2 separate regions of the Gossypium hirsutum genome follow, and region 1 is linked to region 2. The links are chromatin contacts, called in public Hi-C maps. All regions are on one chromosome and are shown on one strand. The core of a region is the stretch at or near the end of the contact, and the rest is flanking DNA. Distances in the headings are between cores, read along the strand shown.

What was found. Hi-C and Micro-C count contacts between places; a contact is called where the count stands out from the background.
Region 1: a Hi-C map of leaf shows a contact between it and region 2, with 2.5 times the contacts expected there. The contact joins two enhancer-like sites. A contact is called at or near these places in 9 of 34 Hi-C or Micro-C datasets (callus, leaf and petal).

Annotation. Positions count from the first base shown.
Region 1 is chrA02:29,976,073-29,978,955 of Gossypium_hirsutum_v2.1, forward strand. No RefSeq gene overlaps it. Among protein-coding and RNA genes, the nearest start is that of LOC107951341, 9.5 kb to the right of the region's middle. Within about 2 kb of position 1,354, at least 1 of the 9 cell types and tissues checked has an H3K27ac peak or open chromatin away from gene starts, as enhancers often do. A contact at or near this core is called in leaf, where this site is marked.
Region 2 is chrA02:29,273,931-29,277,030 of Gossypium_hirsutum_v2.1, forward strand. It overlaps the pseudogene LOC107950990. Among protein-coding and RNA genes, the nearest start is that of LOC107950989, 11 kb to the right of the region's middle. Within about 2 kb of position 1,356, at least 5 of the 9 cell types and tissues checked have an H3K27ac peak or open chromatin away from gene starts, as enhancers often do. A contact at or near this core is called in leaf, where this site is marked.

The sequences.
Region 1 (2,883 bases), core at 104-2,603, 700 kb after region 2:
GCTGTAATGGTATAATGAGAATAGAAAATGACTATTAAGGAGATTAGATTATAAATGATATATGATAGAAATTTTTAAATTATTTTACTTTTATGAAATTATTAAAAATATGTGAATTTCTAAATTCATTTAATAAAATATTAAAATGTATCTTCTGATATTTTATTATAAATATTTTAATTAATTATATAATTAATTATTATAAAAATCTACTTAAAAATATTATTTATTATCATGAAAAAACAAACAATATTATTATAATGAAACATTGTTTTCAAATTTAATAAAACTAAAATTTTAAATATAAAAGAGTTTGGGATAAAAGATAAGCTGAGATATATTTTACCAAAAATCTATAAATTATAAAAAAGAGAAAAAGGCACATGACAAAGACAAAAGGGTAAAAGCATACTTACTTTCTCACCAGTGAAAACTTCCATTTCTATTGGTGTTGCGTAGCGTTCAACGCACTAATATTGTATAATTCAAATAGCTTCTACCAGCACAATTACGTTGAAATAACACTCAATCGCAACATACTAAAAGAAAACAGACATCCAAAGATGTCCTTATTCTAATAAGCTATTTTATGGCTTTTAGATATTAAGGTTTCAATTAAATATTTCTAAATAATGAATTTTATAATTTTTAAAGATATATATTTATATAAAATATTTTACATTAATTTTATATTTAAATATGAAATATTTATTTTTTAAATCATAAAAAATAAAATTAATTATCTATTAAATAAAAAATAAAATTCAAATCAAATCGATTATTTAAAAAAATATTTATTGGGTTCAAATAGATTTTTGAAGCTTAACTCTATCCTCATCGCCTTGGCTTAAAACATCGTTTTCTTGTATAAGGTGTTCTGAAGTTGTATGTCTCAAAGCCTGTCAACTCTGAAGCTGTGTGTTTGGTCTGTGGTTCTCCATCGGCACTGCTACATGGTAAAGTAAGCTTAATATGGTAACAAAATCGACCCACCATTGGCATTGTTGAGCCCACGGGGTTAATAGCGAAAGCAAAAATGGTGACAAAATCGACCTACCTAGCATTGAAGAATCTTTTGGCTGAGTTGAGGGGATAGGGAAAGGTACTGTGAAAGCTATAAAGATACGTAATTATTCCCATGATTACTTGTTTAAGCAAAGGTAATGGTGTTTGTTGAGAAGTTTGGGAGTTGGGCGGCGATTGATAGATGGTAGACTACACGATAGCAGGGGCAGTCATTTCAAGATAGTACAAACTTCCAAAATCTTTAACCCACACCTGACTTCACTAGGCAATGATATGTAAGAATAATTTCTCTGTAGGGTTTAATCAATCAAGATAGGGTGCGGTATTGGGTAAAGGTCACATCTACAGGGTTTCAAACTTTTAATTATAGCATCACCATGGGGATGCCACGCAGCTATCTCAAGATATTATTTTTAAATTTTTAAATATAGTTATTTATTATTATTTTTAAAAATAATTCGACTATTTTAAATATGAAATATTTATTTTACATTATAAAAATTTAAAAATTAAATAAAAATAATATTCAATTCAAAATATATTCATAATATGATACAGATGAACTTTTAAATTCTCAAAACACAACCTTAGCTAGACATTAGATAGATTGGAATAGTTACATATGATTTAAATTTTATTAATTTAGATGTTCTGAAATTAGATAAATATTTAGATTCGTGCAATATTTTTGAATTCTTTATATGTATTAAACTATTTTATATTTTGTTAATAAATCTTATAAATAAAATTAGAATAGTACTTTTTTATACATCCAACAATAATATGTCACGTCATAAATCTTTAGAGGATATAAATAATACAATACATCGCAAATATTAAATTAACTATTATTACAATTTTTAACTTTAAAATGAATATACTTCTATATAAATATCATAAACCTCAAAATCATAAACCTCTTGATGTAATAATTTTCTTAAAGTTTAAATGTTAACCCACCATACAATAAATCATAAATTTAGTTGTAAAAAAAAAAACAAACCCATAAACTTTACATTACTATAACTATTACTTTGTTAATACTATTTAAATTTGTTTACATTAATTTTAGTTAATTAATCAGATTAAGATATTATTAAGGAGAATTAAGTTAATATTATAAAGTATATCATATTAATTATAAATTCTTTTAAAAATATAAAGTGGCATATTTTTATTGAAGGTCTAAACAATAAGTTTTCAAATTATCTTAATATAATTTAAACTCTCTCTTTTTTCTCAAACTATTATTTTAATAATAAAATTTTAATTTAATTTGTAAATATTTGCTATTATTTTAATTAAGATTAAATTATAATAATAATCACTTAAAATATATTTGATTCTATTTTAATCACTCACTATTAATTTTTTCAATTTAATCCCTATTTTTTTCGAATTTAAATATTTTTACCTGTCTCCATTGTTAGCTATTGTTTGATGAAGTATATGTGAAACTGCTAATTGTAAAACCCCTTTTGTTTTTATCCAAGTGAAAGAAAGAGCTTAGTTTTATCGTTCTAAACAAAAGATTCATTAATGAGAAACTTGGCAAACTCTCATTGTATTTTGTACTTAAATCACATTGCTTCAAAATAATGAATTTTTATAATAATAAAATAAATAAATAAATACCTTAAGTGGTTTTTTTTTCTTTCAAAAATACCATGAATTAGTTAAAACATAGAAGAAATTTTCTTTAAAAAATCAAAATACTAATAATTAAAATTAAATAAGAATCATTCGCACCTTTCAAATTCATCTTAAAATTTTGTGGTAGAATACTCATTAGCTTCTATGATTGAAATTTTTATATAACAACATTTAAAACAAATTTTTATATATATTGTATGATAA
Region 2 (3,100 bases), core at 106-2,605:
ACGTCCTTGAATTGGTGGCATTGCTTCATCATTTGATCAGCTTAGTGAAACAAAGAGATCACGGGTCCAAGCCTCAGACATTTCGATCTCCTTTTCACTCCAAGATGCAGCGGCAATTTCTATCCTTGAATAGTGGTACTAAACCCCGCAAGGTTGAACTGTCAGAACAAGACAGGAAGTTGTTAAGCAAGGTGAGTGGGAGGAGATTGGTTCCTGGAATCAGCAAAAGTCAGGAATTTCCTTTAGGCAAAAACAAAAGGATCAAAGTTTGGGCATTAAGTAGAAGTGCTGGGAACTCTCCTGATAGGGCAAGAAAGAGTTGCAAGCATTCAAAAACAAATATATTGGATGTGATGGATGGTTTAGACCTCGCAACTTGAATGTCACTTCTTGTCTCATTCCTAACAGTCCCATTCTTCTCATTCTATTATTAAATATATGTGAGATTCATTAGAGTGTACATAATACCTTCCATATATTGTATATTGGTATTTTTTTTCCCAAGTCATCTTAACAAGTGGATATATTGTTTTTGTTTTGGTATTAGTATATATTGATATTAGCACGTTTTAATATTTGTAAAATCTAATTTTAATCGAAATGAAACTTAATTTCGTATTGAAACAGTATGGTATTAGTCAATCCAAACAAATTTGAGTTAGAGGTGAACAAAATTTGATTTGATTCAAAAAAGTAAAATAAAAATTCAAATTTCTAATTAATTGAATTGAGTTGTTCGAGTCAACTCAAATAAGTAATTTCAGTTTTGAGTCGAGTTAAATTTTACAATTCGAATAATTTGAATAATAAATTAATTTATTGAATTTAGTGAATTCAAGCCGAGCCGGGCTAAAAATGTCTTACCTAAGAACCGGCCTGTTTTTTAAACAGACCTTATTTTTTGTCTAAATCCATTTTTCGAGCCTATATTTTTACTCAAACCCTCCCACATTAGGTGGTCTGGCCTATTAACAAGTCTAATTAAGAGTCAGATTATATTTTAATCTTATACTTAAAAAATGGTGTCTATTCCATCAATTACGTTAACTTTTAATAATACAAATAAATAAAATTACAAATAGTAACTCTTCAAATCTCGTAGTTTTGGAGATAGTAACCCAATAGTGCTCTCCAGAAAATAATTTCAATAATCCACAAACAACTCAGCAGAGTTTCTCAATTTGCTTTGTATCCTACCAAAAGAATGACAAACTTAATTTCGAAACTAGAATTATTGATGTGCTTTTTTCCCTCCAAGGTAGAGATCAGGTGGTAAAGATAGGAGTGGTAGTGCCCAAGTGTTGGCAAAGCCTGCGAGTAATGACCACTCAACATATCCCGTTCAGTGCCTAAAGTATCAGGCTATAGTCTTTGGGGACCCTTCTATTTTATAGGAGATGTCAGTCCTTGCTTCCCGTCTCTGTGCAATGTGGGTTTTACACATTAGACTAGCTTAGCGGCCCTTTTGAGTTTTTAACCTATTTTGTCCCCACTCCTCACTATCTATTTCTTTTTCGATCTCAAAAATGCCTAGTATAAGGTTTAGGCTTCTTTTGGTTCACCGTTTAAAGCTAGTGAGGTGCAGTTGGACTTCCAACCTCACTGGGAAGATGTTTGGTTGAGTGTTTCAGTGCAACCAAAATCAATTCTCACCACACTGCTATCCCAAAAATCAACTGGAGCTTTCAGCAGCAATAAGCTCACTGGTTGAACTTCCATTTATTATTTTACCATTTTATCCTTAAAGTTTCTTTATCAATCTGTTATTTTTTTCAGATTTGGCGGGCAAATTCTGCTATCTATGTTGGAGTTTCAACACACTTTAACCGGGTAAAGTAAGAATTTCAAACAGAGCACCAGCAGCAACGTATTATACCCGGGTAAAATATGAAGGAAAAATGCTTGAAGTTCAAGCTTTTAGCTACTGTCAAGAATGGAGAACAGAACTTAGAATTTTTAGAAGGCAAAGGAAGAATGGAGCATATGGAAGAAAATATGATGATTTCATTCGTTTTAAACATTGGTTATATAATAAAAATTAAAAATTAAAAATTATTATCATTTTATCTAATAAATAATTTAAATTGATTATATAATTCATTAAAATATTTATAATAAAATATTAAAAGATACATTTTAATATTTTATTAAATAAATTTATAAATTCACATATTTTAATAATTTTATATAAGTAAAATAATTTAAAAACTTCTATTATATATCAATTCTAATATGATGTCCTTAATAGTCATTTTTCATTTTCACCTTACCGCTACAGCTGCGTTTGAATCCAAACACACACTCTACCGCTGTTTCTAATCTCACCGCTACAGTATCCAATCTCACCGCTACAGTAACTAATCTCACCGCCACCGCTGTTTTTAACCTTACCGGAGGTAAACACACCGTCCATCCAAACTAAGGCTTAATTTGGATGGGCGGTGCGTTTACTTCTGGTGAGATTCAAAATAGTGGTAGCGGTGAGATTATTTACTATGGCGGTGAGATTGGATACTGTAACGGTGAGATTAGAAATAGCGGTGGGGTATGTGTTTGGATTCAAACACAACTGTAGTGGTGAGATGAAAATAAAAAATGACTATTAAAGATATTACATTAAATTAAATTAAATTAAATTAAATTAAATTAAATTATATATGTAAAATAAATAATTATTCCATATTAAATAATATATATTAAATTTTTATTTATATTAAAACAAAAATTTTATTAATAAACAATTACATTACATAAAGTTCATGTATCTACTTATTTATAATTAACTTTTATTTATATATTTATTTTAAAATATATTTATAGTAAATATTAAAATAATTATGACAATAAACATATAATTTATATATTTTATGATAAATATATATATTTACTACATCAACATATATAAAAGAATAAAATTTATTTAATTGCTATATAATAATAACATTTGTAATTTACTTATTTGGATACCCAAAAGTCTTATTTTCACACCCATATTAAGGATAAAGTGGTAAAAATATTACCCACTATAGTTGCGTTTTGTTTACTGGTGTTTGACACTCCAGTCTAAAACTTTCTCACCAGTGCGTTGAAAGATCTTTCG